2 separate regions of the Danio rerio genome follow, and region 2 is linked to region 1. The links are chromatin contacts, called in public HiChIP or PLAC-seq maps. All regions are on one chromosome and are shown on one strand. Each heading gives the region's core, a stretch centred on a gene start, on an enhancer-like site or on the middle of the called end of the contact. The rest is flanking DNA. Distances are from core to core; before and after follow the strand shown.

What was found. HiChIP or PLAC-seq counts read pairs in DNA pulled down with a chosen protein or histone mark.
Region 2: a contact with region 1 is called in an H3K4me3 HiChIP or PLAC-seq map of embryo, with 3 times the contacts expected there. The contact joins the promoter of rab5aa here to the promoter of oxnad1 in region 1. A contact is called at or near these places in 1 of 18 Hi-C or Micro-C datasets (hematopoietic stem cells) and 1 of 4 datasets of contacts at active chromatin or transcription factors (embryo).

What each region holds. Positions count from the first base shown.
Region 1 is chr19:22,673,188-22,680,297 of GRCz12tu, reverse strand. It overlaps oxnad1 (oxidoreductase NAD-binding domain containing 1), which reads right to left and starts at 5,728. Exons shown (of 7, transcript NM_001110456.1): 1 at 5,637-5,728; 2 at 5,460-5,523; 3 at 3,682-3,788. The coding sequence starts at 5,519. It also overlaps a transcript of pals2b not described here.
Region 2 is chr19:23,103,244-23,110,847 of GRCz12tu, reverse strand. It overlaps rab5aa (RAB5A, member RAS oncogene family, a), which reads right to left and starts at 2,279. Exons shown (of 6, transcript NM_201485.1): 1 at 2,152-2,279.

The DNA of each region.
Region 1 (7,110 bases), core at 4,479-6,978:
TGTACATTATCTGTCCTTCAAATCAAAACAAACATACAGTGAATGAAAAGTATTTAATCCAAAACATTTCTAAGATGTACTGATGGTTGATTTCTGTGAGTTGTTTTGTAAAGGAGTAGATTGTTTTTCTTTATTAAAACACTTCACACATTTACAAACCTCAGCTCAATTGAACCTACAGCATTAGCAGATTTGTAACTTCAGAAACTTGATCCTTCACAAATAGTAAGATTAAGTTGTTATCGTTTGTATCAATTGATTAAAAACATAAAATTATAAATAAATTCTACAAATAAATACTATTTTACAATTGTCCCCATGTTTTTGTCAGTCCTGTCACATTTGCATAATTTTTTTAAGACTATGACTCAGTGCAAGTGACATCATTTTAGTTAAGAACCAAGACCACATTACATTGACGTATAAAAATCAACAGCTGTTAAAAATGATGAAGTTTTTGACATTTTTGTTAGACCTCACAGCAGGAGAACTTGTTGAAGTAGGCCACATGATAAAATTCCCAGTGGGCATCTGATCTATTCTAATGAGTGAACACATAAAAAGTGTAGAATACGCAAACACTTTTTAACAAATTATAAATTTGTTCCCTGTGATTTTTGGCAAAGTCAAGTCAAGTGTGTTCATAGAGCACAGTAAGATGTTGATGGCTTGTAATGAATTTCTTTTGCTCACCAAGTCTGCATTTATTTGATCCAAAATACAGCAGAAACAGTCATCAGGTTCCCACTTTAACTTTAAGGGCCCTATCATACACCCAGCGCAATGTGGCGCAAGGCGCGGCGCAATAGTCTTTTGCTACTTTCAGCTCGGCGCAAGGGTCATTTCGAGGTGTTGCGCCACACTGTTTAAATAGCAAATGCATTGGCACTCATATGTGCGCCCATAGTCGTTCTGATCTAACAAAGCAGGCGTGTTTTAGTGCGTTGATAGTCTGTTCTTTAGACCAGAACAAAGTCGGTCTATTGATTGGCGCAAAATGCGCCTGGCTTACACACTACACGCAAGATGTAGAGCAATACGCAAATATCTTTACATATGAAAAAGATATAATATATTAAGGATATATATAATAAGGATATATATAGGATAGAAATATAAATTATTAAAATATAACAAAACATATTAATTTCTAGCCAACATGAATTTAAAAACCACTGCCTTACTTTCTTCATCTCAGGAGGCTTTTTCAGTTCATTCAATTTGCTTTTGTATAATGTTATTATTATTAGCAGTATTATTTATTATATCCATATTTATATTTGTTTTATTAAAAACAAGCTTAGATTTGTCCACCTGTCAGGTTTTAGACTATATAGGGCATAGTAGGTGTATTTGGAAATAGCTCAGTATTTTGACCACACTTTGTTATCATTGTTCATTTATTTGTTTGCTGGAAATTAGAACTGAATTTAGAAATAGTTTTAAAACAAATCTTAAAACAAAATTAATTATTTACAGGCTAATGGATGTCTGTGCGTAAAGGTTTCCCTATCCACTAAAGCAAAAGCGAAAGTGAACTTACTTTATGTCATGTTAATAGCAAATGCGCTTATGGCGCGACGCAGCTGGCTCTTAAAGGTAATGTGAGATGAGACTCTGATTGGTTTATTCTCAAAACACACCAATAACTCATTAAGAAATAAACTCAACCCTTTTAGACCATGCGCCACGGCGCAAAGCAGATTTTCCCGTCCTTAATAAATTAGCAAAAATGCGTTCTGACACGCCCTGAAATCGTTTGCGGCCTGCGTTTTGCGCTCTGCGCATGGACCGTCAAAATAGAGCCCTAACTGACATTTCTTTAATTTTTAACTGACTGAAAAGATGGGGAAAAAAAGTTTCCATGACCTTAAATATAATTTTGCATGACTTTAATAGCCAATATGAGAACAATAATCGATCATTTGTTTATTGTAGATTTGACATTGTATTTCAAATTATAGATTTTGAACCAATTCAGAGGTACTTTTTTTTCCCTCTCCCATATTAGATTAGAAACATATTAGATAGCTTGATAGCAGTTTTACGAACTTTACATTTAGCTTTCATTTGTTAGGTTTAAAACCCAGTCTTTGAAGTGCTAATGTTGAAACCTTAACTCCAAAAGTTTATATTGTGCTGGAAATTTTGCTTCAATTCACAGATACAGTGACTACATTTGACTAAAGTGACCGCCAATTAAGAGAGTGAGAATGGAATAAGGATCATTAAAAAAAAAGTGACATACAAAAATCCCTGAAATTCCCTGACTTAATAACTGCAACAGACCTTTTAAAATTCAATGATAATCCAGAAGTTCCATAACCCGTGGGAACCCAGAGTAATAATGTAATTTACTACTTAAATTAATTTAATTCTGTTGGAATATATATTTTAAATGCATTTTTTTGTTAACTAAGCAAAATTTTCAGCATTTTTACTCTTTAGTGTCACACGAACCTTCAAAAACTAATAATATGCTGATTTGCTGTTCAAGAAACATTTATTAATAATATTAATATTTTTAAAAATAGAGTAAATTTTTCCAGAATTCTTTGATAAATAGAAAGTCCAGGGTTTTTAAAACATTATACACTGCACCATTCAGAAGGTTAGATCTAGTATTTATTTTTTTTTTAAATAATGCTACAAAAAAATTCTATTTCAGATAACCCTTGTTCTTTTGAACTTTATTAATCAAAGAAACCTTTTAAAAAATACAGTATATATATATATATACATATATACATACATACATACATACATACAGTAGGTTTTGAACCACTTTAACTGTTGTATACCTCAAAACTATACTAATGACTTTGCTTCTACCTCGCAAATTTCATCTTAGAATTAGCGACAAAAGGCTAATTTGGATGATAAGAAACTAGTCCTAAAAACAGTAACGCAGTTTGAGGACCTGACAAATGTCTTTAGGTATGATAATACTGAGGTGTTTATGTGAAATAAAATGTATAGAAAAATCATGGCCATGGGCATGTGTATTATAATCTAAATCTAGTAATGTTATAAATTTTAAGTTGCTATCACAAAAACTGTAGTTTTCCTGTATGATTTTGTTTAGATGCTATATAAAACAGCATTCGGACGACACAAAATGTTTAATTGTATTTATTTATTTATTTACCACAAAATGTATTTATTTCTGACACAACAGCACATTTAACAAAGTGATTCTCAGACCTTTTCAATTATATATATTCTGTCAAGATTAGAAAAAGGTTTGATATTAAAATATTGCAGAGAAATTTTAAATGCAGAGCATTAGAGAGATTTCCATGGCAACAGAATGTTTTTAGAAGATGATTTTCAAGTGTTACATTGTGAGAATAATGTCTCATTTAAGATGGCTATGACATGTAACAGATGCGCAAGAACACACAAAATATTTGTATTATATTATTACAAAGATCCTTTAAGTACAGTAACTTTCCATTACACATCCTTTTCTTTATAGGTAGAACTGGTTCTTTAGATTACTAAAATGTCCTTCACATTAAAAAACTAACGAAACTTCACACTTATTATGTAAGAACTCCACTGAAACGTTGTTTAAGAGAATCCAGAATAGTTCTTTCAAGTGTACAATATTAAATAATAATTACACTGCCCATTGTCAATTATATGGCCCATATTTTACAAATGTATAGTTCTTCTTACCACTGTCCAGCACGGAAGCTGAAGTCAGGATGAGCCACTTCCAGTCTTAGTCTCTTTACAGTATCAGATTCACTAATAATGTCACAAACACGTGCAGAGAAAAGTTCCTGGGTACACAAACAGAACATCAAATCTGGTTTATACATAGAATTTACACATTGTATCCTCCCATATTTAAAATAGCTCTGCATAATACTGGGAAAATAGGTAATGTTGTTAAATGTTTCAACAAAACAATATTTCTTATGATATAACATTTCCCTATAAAAATTGTATTTTCATTAGCTATCTTTTTAAATGATTTTAAATTTATGTAATGAAATTAAAATAGGTGAAAGATATTTCAAGATCTAATTAAATCTGATAACTGAGTGAAAACCTAAGCAGATATTCTGACTCTGATTGGCTGTAGTCATATTCCTCCGCCATTATTAGTATTTTTTTTTTTTTTTTTTTTTTTTTTGAGCTCTGGGTTTACCTTTGGGCCGCTCCAGCCAATAGCAAAACATTTTGAGGAGGTGCTGGTAAAAATAGTAATGCCCTATCTGATTGGTCAAATTTAGATAAACAACCAATGCATAAAATAAATGTCATTTATTTTATTATTACTATTATTATTATTTTATTCATAATGTCATGTCATTTATCACAATAACAATCATTTTGCGATATATTGCACAGCCCTAATTTAAAATGTTTTATGCTATGTAGCTGTACAAACGGGAGTCATTATTTATTTGTATTACTCCAAATCTACACACAGTCATGTTCAACTAAATATAAAGTTCTATAACATCGTTTCACAATAAAATTAGTGTTAAATAAATGCCCATTTGAAAATAACCATGGTTTTAAAGGGGACCCATGACATCCCTTTTTGTGACTGTCACTTTAAATTCAACTGATCATTTTTTTTCCAAAAAAGACAGAGCTAAAAGTTTACACTTATGAGGGAGAGATAGTCACTAATTGGTTGGGCTTTCCCCCTCCAATGACATGTACAAAGGGAGAATGTCAATCAAAATGTTTCTACAAGCTGGCTTTATGAAGTGTGATTATAAAAAAATATAATTAAAACAATGTTTACCATTAGAGCCTGGCTATGTTTACACACTGTTGCCACACAACTGTGTTTAAACCTCTTATAAAAGTGATTTTTGCATATTAGGTCCCCTTTAATACAAATGAACATAGAAAGTTAAACCATAATTTGCAATAATTTGTCATGATTTGTAAACGAACCACTAAACCAAATGCAAATGATAATCAATTTGCCAAAATATGCATTAGTAAATATAGAACTATGACTAATAAATACTGCACAAGTATTGTACTCTTAATTCAAGTTAGTAAATACAGTAACTAGCGTTAACTAACGAACCTTAATGTAAAGTGCAACACAGTGGGTTAACAATAACCAACAATGAAAGATTTTTCCACCGACTAATATTAACAAAAAATAAACACTGTAATTACTACTGTAATAAATGTGTTTTTGCATCTTTGTTCGTGCTAGTAAAAATACATTAACTAATGGAACCTTTTTGAAAAGTGTTACTAACTGAAACAACTTAACGTTCGATTACATCATCTTGAATTTAGTCTTGTGACAAATCAAATGACACACTGGTGGACCTAAAACACAAAACAAGTGTCTGAACTTTCACCTACAAGGCTCCAACATTTGTTAACCATTTATAAAGACCCAAGCAAGAATCTATAACTAAAAAGTCAAGATTTTCATCTAAAAAACAGAAAACAAATCTAAGAAAACTCACCATTTGTCGATGAACACTAGCAGTTCTCTCTAGATGGTCAGTCCGTCTCCTGGATGTCATTTTTCTGAAACACATTTAGGGTCGTATAGTTTATACACTAAAACAATGACTTTGTCTCATATACTACATACTTTTTTGTGGATGTTTTGTAGCATGCCGACTAGGTAGGCTGCTTACCAGGTTTTAGGACACAACCTTAGTGTCCAAAGCCTCTAGAAACAGCAGTGGATTCTGGACGATACTCACCGTGTGACTGTGACTTTGTCTGAACACAACACAGCAGGTCTGAACAGTCCTGATCCACCGGAGAAACCTCTGGCCACCGTTCGTACAAAGCACGGGGCACTCATGGTCAGATGTGACGGGAGGAACTCTGTCAAACACCTTATAACATTATCAGACAGAAAGGGCAGTTCGTCTTTTAATAATAATAACCAACGACACTGAAATATCAGAATTTCTTTTTAACAGCCAATATATAAAGACATTCACACGTGTGAGAAACAAGCAAATTAGTGTTATTAACTAAATTATTGGTTTTATTTTTAATATCTCTTTAGGTTTAATTTTAAACAGTAGGTGAAAATAAATCGAACACATCGTAATGAATACATATATTTATCAAGAGGAATACTTTACGTAAAAATCATTCACCTCTGTCACTCTTCTGCTCCGGTGAGTGACGTTTCTTCTTCGTCTGTGTTTACGGTGGGTGATTCGAGACTGTACTGCCATCTTGCGGTGGTATTTGAGTTAGAACTGGATAAAGAAGTTAGATTTTAGATTATTTAGATTACTAAATATCCATATAAATCTCACTCCATAAACAATATAAATTACACTTATATAAACTACACTGTGTCGCCCACAGTATAATCAAATCAAATAAATAAAAAACATTTCATACACGTCATTCATGACATACATTTTATTGTTTCTTTCATTTTCAGACAAATTAATCCTTCTTTAGAAAATTTTAGTTGATAAGAAATCTAAATACCAGTATATGTATAGTAGAAAAAAATATAGGTATTCTGCAAAATATATATTACTCTTCTCCTAATTAACATTTACAGTACTGTTGATTTTATGAACAGTTTTTAAGGTAAATAAACTGTAATTAAGTTACCTAATAATTAAAAGTAAACCCTTCTTTATTTTATCAATGGATTTAAAATTATTATTATTAGTAGTAGTAGTAGTAGTAGTAGTAGTAGTAGTAGTAGTAGTAGTAGTAGTAGTCGTTGTCATAGTAGTATAACCTTTATTTTACCAGGAAAGACATTGAGATAAAAAAAAAAATCTGACCTGTGAAAAAAAGTGTCCTGGTCAAGATTTCACATGGAAAAAAAAAATGTTTAGTTACCATGAATCACACATTGACAAACAAACTATTAAACTATTCATCTACAATATGTTTCAATTTCTAAATCACTTATACTTTTTTAAAAAGCATTTAGTGAAATCAATTCTTTAAACTGCAACTTTTTTCATTAGCCCTCATGTGATTTCGTGATTAGTTTAAAAATAGTTGTTGAGTTTTATTTAAGGTGACGCAGTGGAGCAGTGGGTAGCACTATCGCCTCACAGCAAGAAGGTCGCTGGTTTGAGCCTTGGCTGGGTCATTTGACGTTTCTGTGTGGAGTTTGCA
Region 2 (7,604 bases), core at 1,030-3,529, 430 kb before region 1:
TAATGTATTGTTATTATTGCAATAAAAAATAAATAAATAATACTTAAATGGACCATCAAAATAATGTGTTATCTAATTGTGTGTGCTGAAATGTTCTAAACTCTGTTGAAATGCTCAGTCACGGTCCTCAAAAACACATGCAAACTCTACAAATCACATGTGTTCTGTGGCTCCTGGTCAACTATATTTCAGATTGCAGATGCGCACATTGCGATATCGATGCTGAAACGATATATTGTGCAGCTCTAATGTATAGTTTAATTCAATAAACAGGTGGTGTACCACAGAATATGTGCATCTCTCTGAATGTCAAAAAAAGATTACCTAAAACTTTTACTTCAATACACATTGCACGCTATCAACTGACAATTCTGCACTAGTAAAGATAACACAATTACTCAAAACATATGCTGATTTTTCAAAGGGTCTAACAATAAAATCTAACATGTCTTAAAATGATAAGTAGTTTAGCAACTTTATTATATTATTATATTGATATTACTATAAAAATGTGAAATTATCAAATATTTATAAACTCACTTTACTATCAAATCTTTAACCTATCAAATATATCAAAACTTTCTTTAGATTTAAGACTTACAAACATCCTTAATTTTTCAATAATATTTTGAGTCAACATATTATTTCTACAGACAAAAACACAGAAAACCACTGCTTCATTGAACATAATTTACATAGCTGAAATACATGTCTGTAGCCATGGTAACCCATTCTCGCATAGAATGTCCTGACTAAGCAGACACAACAAGCAGGCCCATTTAGCTCAATGAAACAATTCAGCAGCTGGAGAAACATGTCACTTCCCAATTAAGTGCACACATATTTGGGTTACAAAACCACAGAAAAATCCACCAACTGTCAATAATAAAAGCCTAAAAGAGCCTTCAAAACACTTTCTAAACTCCGCTATTACTGCCGTTGTGAAATAGGAGAGCATAAAAACAGAATGCCCATGTGGGTTTGCAGCATCACAAGCTGAACTTTCTATAAGAGACACCGAGATCTGCTTTCACACTGACATCAGATTAACAACAGGATCTCTATCTGCATAACAGGACATAAACTAATTCCTTGAGAAGCAGGCCTGTCGTTTCTGGTTTAAGATAACCAAACCATGTCAAAATGTTGTATATTCATACTTTAAATAAAATTACATGGTTGCCCTAAATTTTTAAGTTGAATTAAACTAATTTTGTGCATATTTTTAACTTAAAATTCATTAAATTGACTTAAAAACATATGTTGCCATGACTGAATGATCATACAGTTTTAACAGCGTAGATTTGCTGTTAACGTTACATATATAGCAGCGGATTTAACAACCACATTTGTTGTTTCACACTTTCCCAGTACAATATTGCTACTTGCTAACATACAAACCTCAAAAGTGAAAGAAAAAAGTACAGTGTTTGGATGAAGTTTTTGCATGACACTGCAAAAATCATATCTTCTCTGTAAGAATTTAATCAGCTTCTTCTGGAAGGATTGTAGTGTCATTTTAATGACAGACCTAACACAAACAAACCTGTGATTTCTGTGTTGAAGGTTGACACAGTCATTCTGACCATGAATCATCCACTCAAAATAAACCCGTTTTATCACATCGCTTCCTCAAGTAAAAAAAAAAGCAAGTCGACATTAGACTTTAAATCGCCCAACTTAAACAATCTCTCTGTTTTTCAATACAGCCCTAAGCTTCAAGCCAAGGAACAAGCTGTCTTGTTCCTTGCAAAGACAGCCCACATCAGGTCAGATGCCAAATCTGTTGAACTCCAGTAATCGGCCATAAATCTAGAAGAATTAGTTAATAACGAGAATATAATACAGCGATAAGCAACTTTCACTCCAGCATTCCCACCCTGTTTGGAGCCAAACTGCATTTCGACATAAGCTTCAGCTAAGCAAACAACGCAGGATGACTATATATTCAAGCTTTTAAGAAAAAAATATTACGTATAAAGCATATACTTGGCTGAAAAGAACCGATCTGATGACTTAAGAAGTCAGACTAAGGACAAGGGGCCTGTAACATTTTGTCGACATCTAGCAAGCTAAAGTGGCTACCTAGCTTGAGGGATACGCCAAAGCAGTAAACGGCGCATTGAGCGGAGGTATTCGGTGTCTTTTTACCTGAATGACAGCCGACAGGTTGCTTGAACTGATTTCCGACGACGGGGTAATTAAATTTTTGAGAGGTCTTCCTTATTATTGGGGTCGGTTAGAGGGAATTTTACCAACCCCGATCAAGTCTCCTCCTTTCTTTTCTCTCGCAACTTCCCCTTTAGAACCAAAACACAAACAAGCGTTTCCGCCCCTCAAACATGCCACGTCAGATGACACTTCCGCCCTGAAATGACGTGCTTCCTCCAGGTCGAATCAGTCTGGTCAAACATGTGTTGTACAGTTTATGTTTAAAACAAGGAACATCATGACGGTTTAATTTTTTTAAATATAATATGCCTAACTTACTATCTAAAAAAAAAACAAAAAAGTATATATAATTCAATGTTTATAGGCCTATATGAAAGGACTCGGATTGACTTCAAGTTATTCACATGCGTATTTGAGGTTATGAATGCAAACTAAAAGCAATTCAAATTGAATGTAATGTTATAAACACAGTAACAGATTTTTTAAATACAAAATAAATTCATTGGCGGGCATCATGGTGGTGCAGTGGGTAGCACAAACGCCTCACAGCAAGAAGGTTGCTGGTTCAAGCCTTGGCTGAGTGAGTTGGCATTTCTAAGTGGAGTTAGCATGTTCTTCACATGTTCACGTAGGTTTCCTCCAGGTGCTTCAGTTTCCCCCACAAGTCCAAAGACATGCGGTGTAGGTGAATTGAACAAGCTAAACTGGCTATAGTGTATGTGTGTGAAAGAGAGTGTATGGATATTTCCCAGTTATGGGTTGCAGCTGGAAGGGCATCCGCTGCGTAAAACATATTCTGGATAAGTTCATTCCGCTGTGGCGACCTCAGATTAAAAAAGGAACTAAGCTGAAAGAAAAAATTAATCAATGAATACAATTTCACCAGATGGCTTGATGAGCTCCATTTTAAAAGATTAAAATTTATCTCAATTGTATCTCAATAATTCAGATCGACTAGGGTGATGAAGTCTTTTTCTTTGCCTTACATCTGCATAAAATCGAATAAATTAAGCATATATAACAATGGTCTCAAACTCCATTCCTGGAGAGCCGCGGCTCTGCATTGTTTTTGCTCCAACCATGGGCGTTGCTAGGCCTATTTTAGGGGGGCTGTAGCCCCTTATATTTCTACTCAACCCCCCTAAAACTTTTGCGGTTAGCTCATAAATTGTACATTAAATTATCACCTCAGTCCTTTTTAAATTTGCTAAGAAAATGGCAGCTGAATTTGGCTCCTCCTCGTCTTTCATCATCATCATCATATTCTTGTCGGCTTAGTCCCTTTATTAATCTGGGGTCGCCATAGCGAAATGAACCGCCAACTTATCCAGCAAGTTTTTATGCAGCGGATGCCCTTCCAGCCGCAACCCATCTCTGGGAAATCCTCGTCTTTTGTTTATAATTTTTTAATAAACACCACCTGCAGTGGGGTTTTTACGGCGTTCACCTCATCAGCACAGCTGTCTCCTCCAGCAAAAAGTGTAAATCTTAACAAACATTTAGCTAATTTTATTTCAAAATGAACTACCAATATAAAACACTTTACAGTGTGTGTGGCATTATCTATACCAGGGGTGTCCAAACTCGGTTCTGGAGGGCCGGTGCCCTGGAGAGTTTAGCTCCAACCCTAATCAAACACACCTAAACTAGCTAATCAAGCTCTTGGTAGATTTACTGGAAACTTCCTGGCAGCTGTGTTTAAGCAAGTTGGATCTAAACTCAGCAGGACACCAACCCTCCAGGATTGAGTTTGGACACCCCTGAACTATACCATGCAGTCTTGCGCAGAAAGGATTAAACATAGTGATAGAACCACTTAGAGACGTACTCGCTTTAACTGTCACTAAGTCACTATTACTATTAAATTACTACTTAAAATTGTAATATTTAGCTTTTTCAACTCACACCTGCTTAATTCACCTTATTCTTTGCCGACGAGCGGGCGCAGCCATTTGAATCTTTTTGGCTCGAGACTTCCAGTTTCATTCACTTCCATTCATTTTTAGACATTAAAAACTGCTCGTTTCACTTTTTGATGTTGCTAACTGATATTTTCTTATTACATTATTCTACTTGGTCTGTATAGTCATGCAAACATTTGTTTGCAGAGTAAGTAGTTTGACCATTTTCTGCCGTTTATTATTCCTAGTCATTTTTTCCATAGGCGACTGAATCGGAAGTTCTGAAACAATCACGAAAACAGGCGTACTTCCGCATTTTAGAATAAGGTGAATAGTATCTGTGTTGAACATCTTGATTAGTTGCATCAGCTATGTTTGATTAGGGTTGGAGCAAAACTGTGTAGAGCTGCGGCCCTCCAGGAATTGAGCTTGAGATCTATAATATTCAAATAGAACAGAGGATAAAGTTAAAATATGAATATATAATTTATATAATATATAAATAGAACAGAGGACAAATATGGTAATTTGGCCTAACAGTATTCAAATATAAAAATTTAACATTCATTCATTTTCTTTTCAGCTTAGTCCCAGTATTAATCAGGGGTCACCACAGTGGAATAAAGCACCAACTTATGTTTTACACAGCGGATGCCCTTCCAGCTGCAACCCATCACTGGGAAACACCCATACACTCTCATTCACACATGATTAAACATATAATAACTTGATAATTATTGTACAAATAATTGTATATTGTAAATAATCTAATCCTGTAACTTTTGCAAACACACACATTGAGATATTGATCCTCAAGTGATATATCGTTCAGCCCAGTTCACACAGCTTTCAATTTTGCATACTGATTCTTGACCAAGGTCACTAATTAGTTATTTGTTCATTAAATAATTGTTCTGCTGGAATACAAGTGCATAATTTAACAGATAAGGTTTGACATTTTAAATATCCAATGCTGTCTGTTCCACTTGATTACTACAATAGAAAAGGGGGTCCATATTTAATAAAAATCTTGTACTTTCCCTTTAACTAAAGCAGGGCCGGTCATTTCTTTAATCCATTGATTCTTTCAAGTCTCTTTCCATTGTAAAGTAATAACAAAAATAGCCTGGAGCAAACTAAAATAGTTTGTGCTTGTATTCACCACAAAGTTTATGTGATATAAACAAACAATTTAACAACTAAAGGCGCATTCACACTTATAATTTAGCAGTCCTTTCAAAACCTTTGAATCTCAATACACTCCAAAATACAATGACAAAGGAAACCCACTACTTTGCATTTCAAAAAACTCTCAGGATTATTTGGATTGAATTTATGCAGTTTAACCGTGATAAAGTAGATTTGTTGGAGCCATTTGTATTGCAGTAGTTTGTAATTTTGGGCAAATTTTTTTAGATTTGTATATACACTTTTTACCAATGGTTTCTAGACTTTGCAACTAAATATATAAAAAAATCTTTATTTCTGTTTATATTTATTTGTTAAGTTACATTTGAGCCACTGAAAATAAGAGACTTTTTAAATTGTTGTGATATCTGAACATCTCACTAGAGATGTTCTAGTTTAACCCTTTGAATTACCTATCTGTCTGTCTTTCTGTATGTCTGTGTCTGTCTGTCTGTCTGTCTTTCTGTATGTCTGTGTCTGTCTTTCTGTATGTCTGTGTCTGTCTGTCTGTCTGTCTGTCTGTCTTTCTGTATGTCTGGGTCTGTCTTTCTGTATGTCTGTGTCTGTCTGTCTGTCTGTCTGTCTTTCTTTCTTTCTGTATGTCTGTGTTTGTCTGTCTATCTGTTTATCTGTCCACCCCTCCGTTCATCCGCCTTTCTGTCTATCTATCTGTATGTCTGTCTGTCTATCTGTATGTCTGTCTGTCTATCTGTATATCTGTGTCTGTCTGCCTCTGTATGTTCATGCCTCCATTTATTCATCTGCCCATCTGTCCGTCTGTCTTGTCAGCCCATCTGTCTTTCTGTCTGCCTCCGTCTGTACATCCCTCCGTTTGTCCATCTGCCAATCCCTTCATTCATTCAATCATCTGTCTGCCTGTCTGTCTTTCTGTCTGTCTCTCTGTATGTCTGTGTCTGTCTGTCCGTATGTCTGTCTGCCGAAGTGTGTCCATCCCTCCGTTTGTTCATTGCCCGTCTGTCTGTCTACTTCTGTTTGTCTATCTGTCTGCCTCAGTATCTTTACTCTTTGTGTGTCCATTCATCTGTCTGTATCTATCTATCTGTCTTATCTATATGTATGTATGTATGTATGTATGTATGTATGTATGTATGTATGTATGTATGTATGTATGTATGTATGTATGTATGTATGTATGTATGTATGTATGTATGTATATGCATGCCTCTGTTTGTCTTTCTGTCTGCCTCTGTATGTCTATCTTTCCGTCTGTCTATTTATCGATCTGTATGTCTGTCAGTATGTATGTCTGTTTTCTGTCTTTTTTTTCTACATGTCTGTGTATCCCCCTCTCTCTCTCTCTGTCTTTTTTTCTGGATGTCTGTCTATCTATCTGTGTGTATGTCTATATTCCTTTCTGTCTATCTATCTGTCTGTCCATTCGTCTGTCTGTTTATCTATCTGTCTATCTGTCTGTAAGTACAAAGCAACATTCATTCTTACATGCAGTTGTAATGTCCATCAACAGAGGGCGCAAGGATGCTGTCTTTAGGTAAAGATTCTGCATAAATACCAGCATTTTAATGCTGATCCTTGAAAGGAACAGTCACATGCATGAGACAATTTTTCAGACAAAATGTGATTTAATATTATTCCCCAAACAACCTCAAATTAAAATTGCAGTCATAATAAAATTCCTTCAGTTAAGCAACAAACAGATAATGCCTCTAAAATTGATTAAAGAAGATCTATCTAATTCGAGCTAAACGTGTTACATTTTAAGCACGAGGATAGAAAATGTGAGCTTAAAATATTAGACTTAAATATGAGCTGGGTCTAAAGATTGCTGATATTTTGCTGTAATTGCTGGAATGAACACTTCGGTGGAGACAGACAGTTAGTGTTCATTAAAGCAGACAGGAAATGGCTCACAGAGTAAACCTAAATTGCCCTTTGAAATGAAATGATGCACACGCACACATGCGCGCACACAACCCCCTGACACTGTACTGTATACCATAAATATTAGCCTGGAATGGTTTGGGACAAAATGAAGATAAATTGGACAACAGTGAAATTGGTTCCATGTGTCAAGCAGGGAACAGTTCCCAATGGATCAAGGCCAGAAGTGTCTTATAAAGTAGCTGGTGAATGATCTAAACGGGTTCCGTGGATGTATTTGAGGCAGTTTCTCAGATGATTAATCAGTCGGTGCTGAAAATGCTGAATTTGCTGTTATCACTTCTAAAATGACATGCTCAAATCAAACAGAGCTGATTTAGACATTGCTTTATGAAGGCGAGGGCAAGTTCACACAAAAATAAACATTTTGTCACCATTTACTCACCCTTCACTTGTGCAAAACATATATGAGTTTTTTCTGTT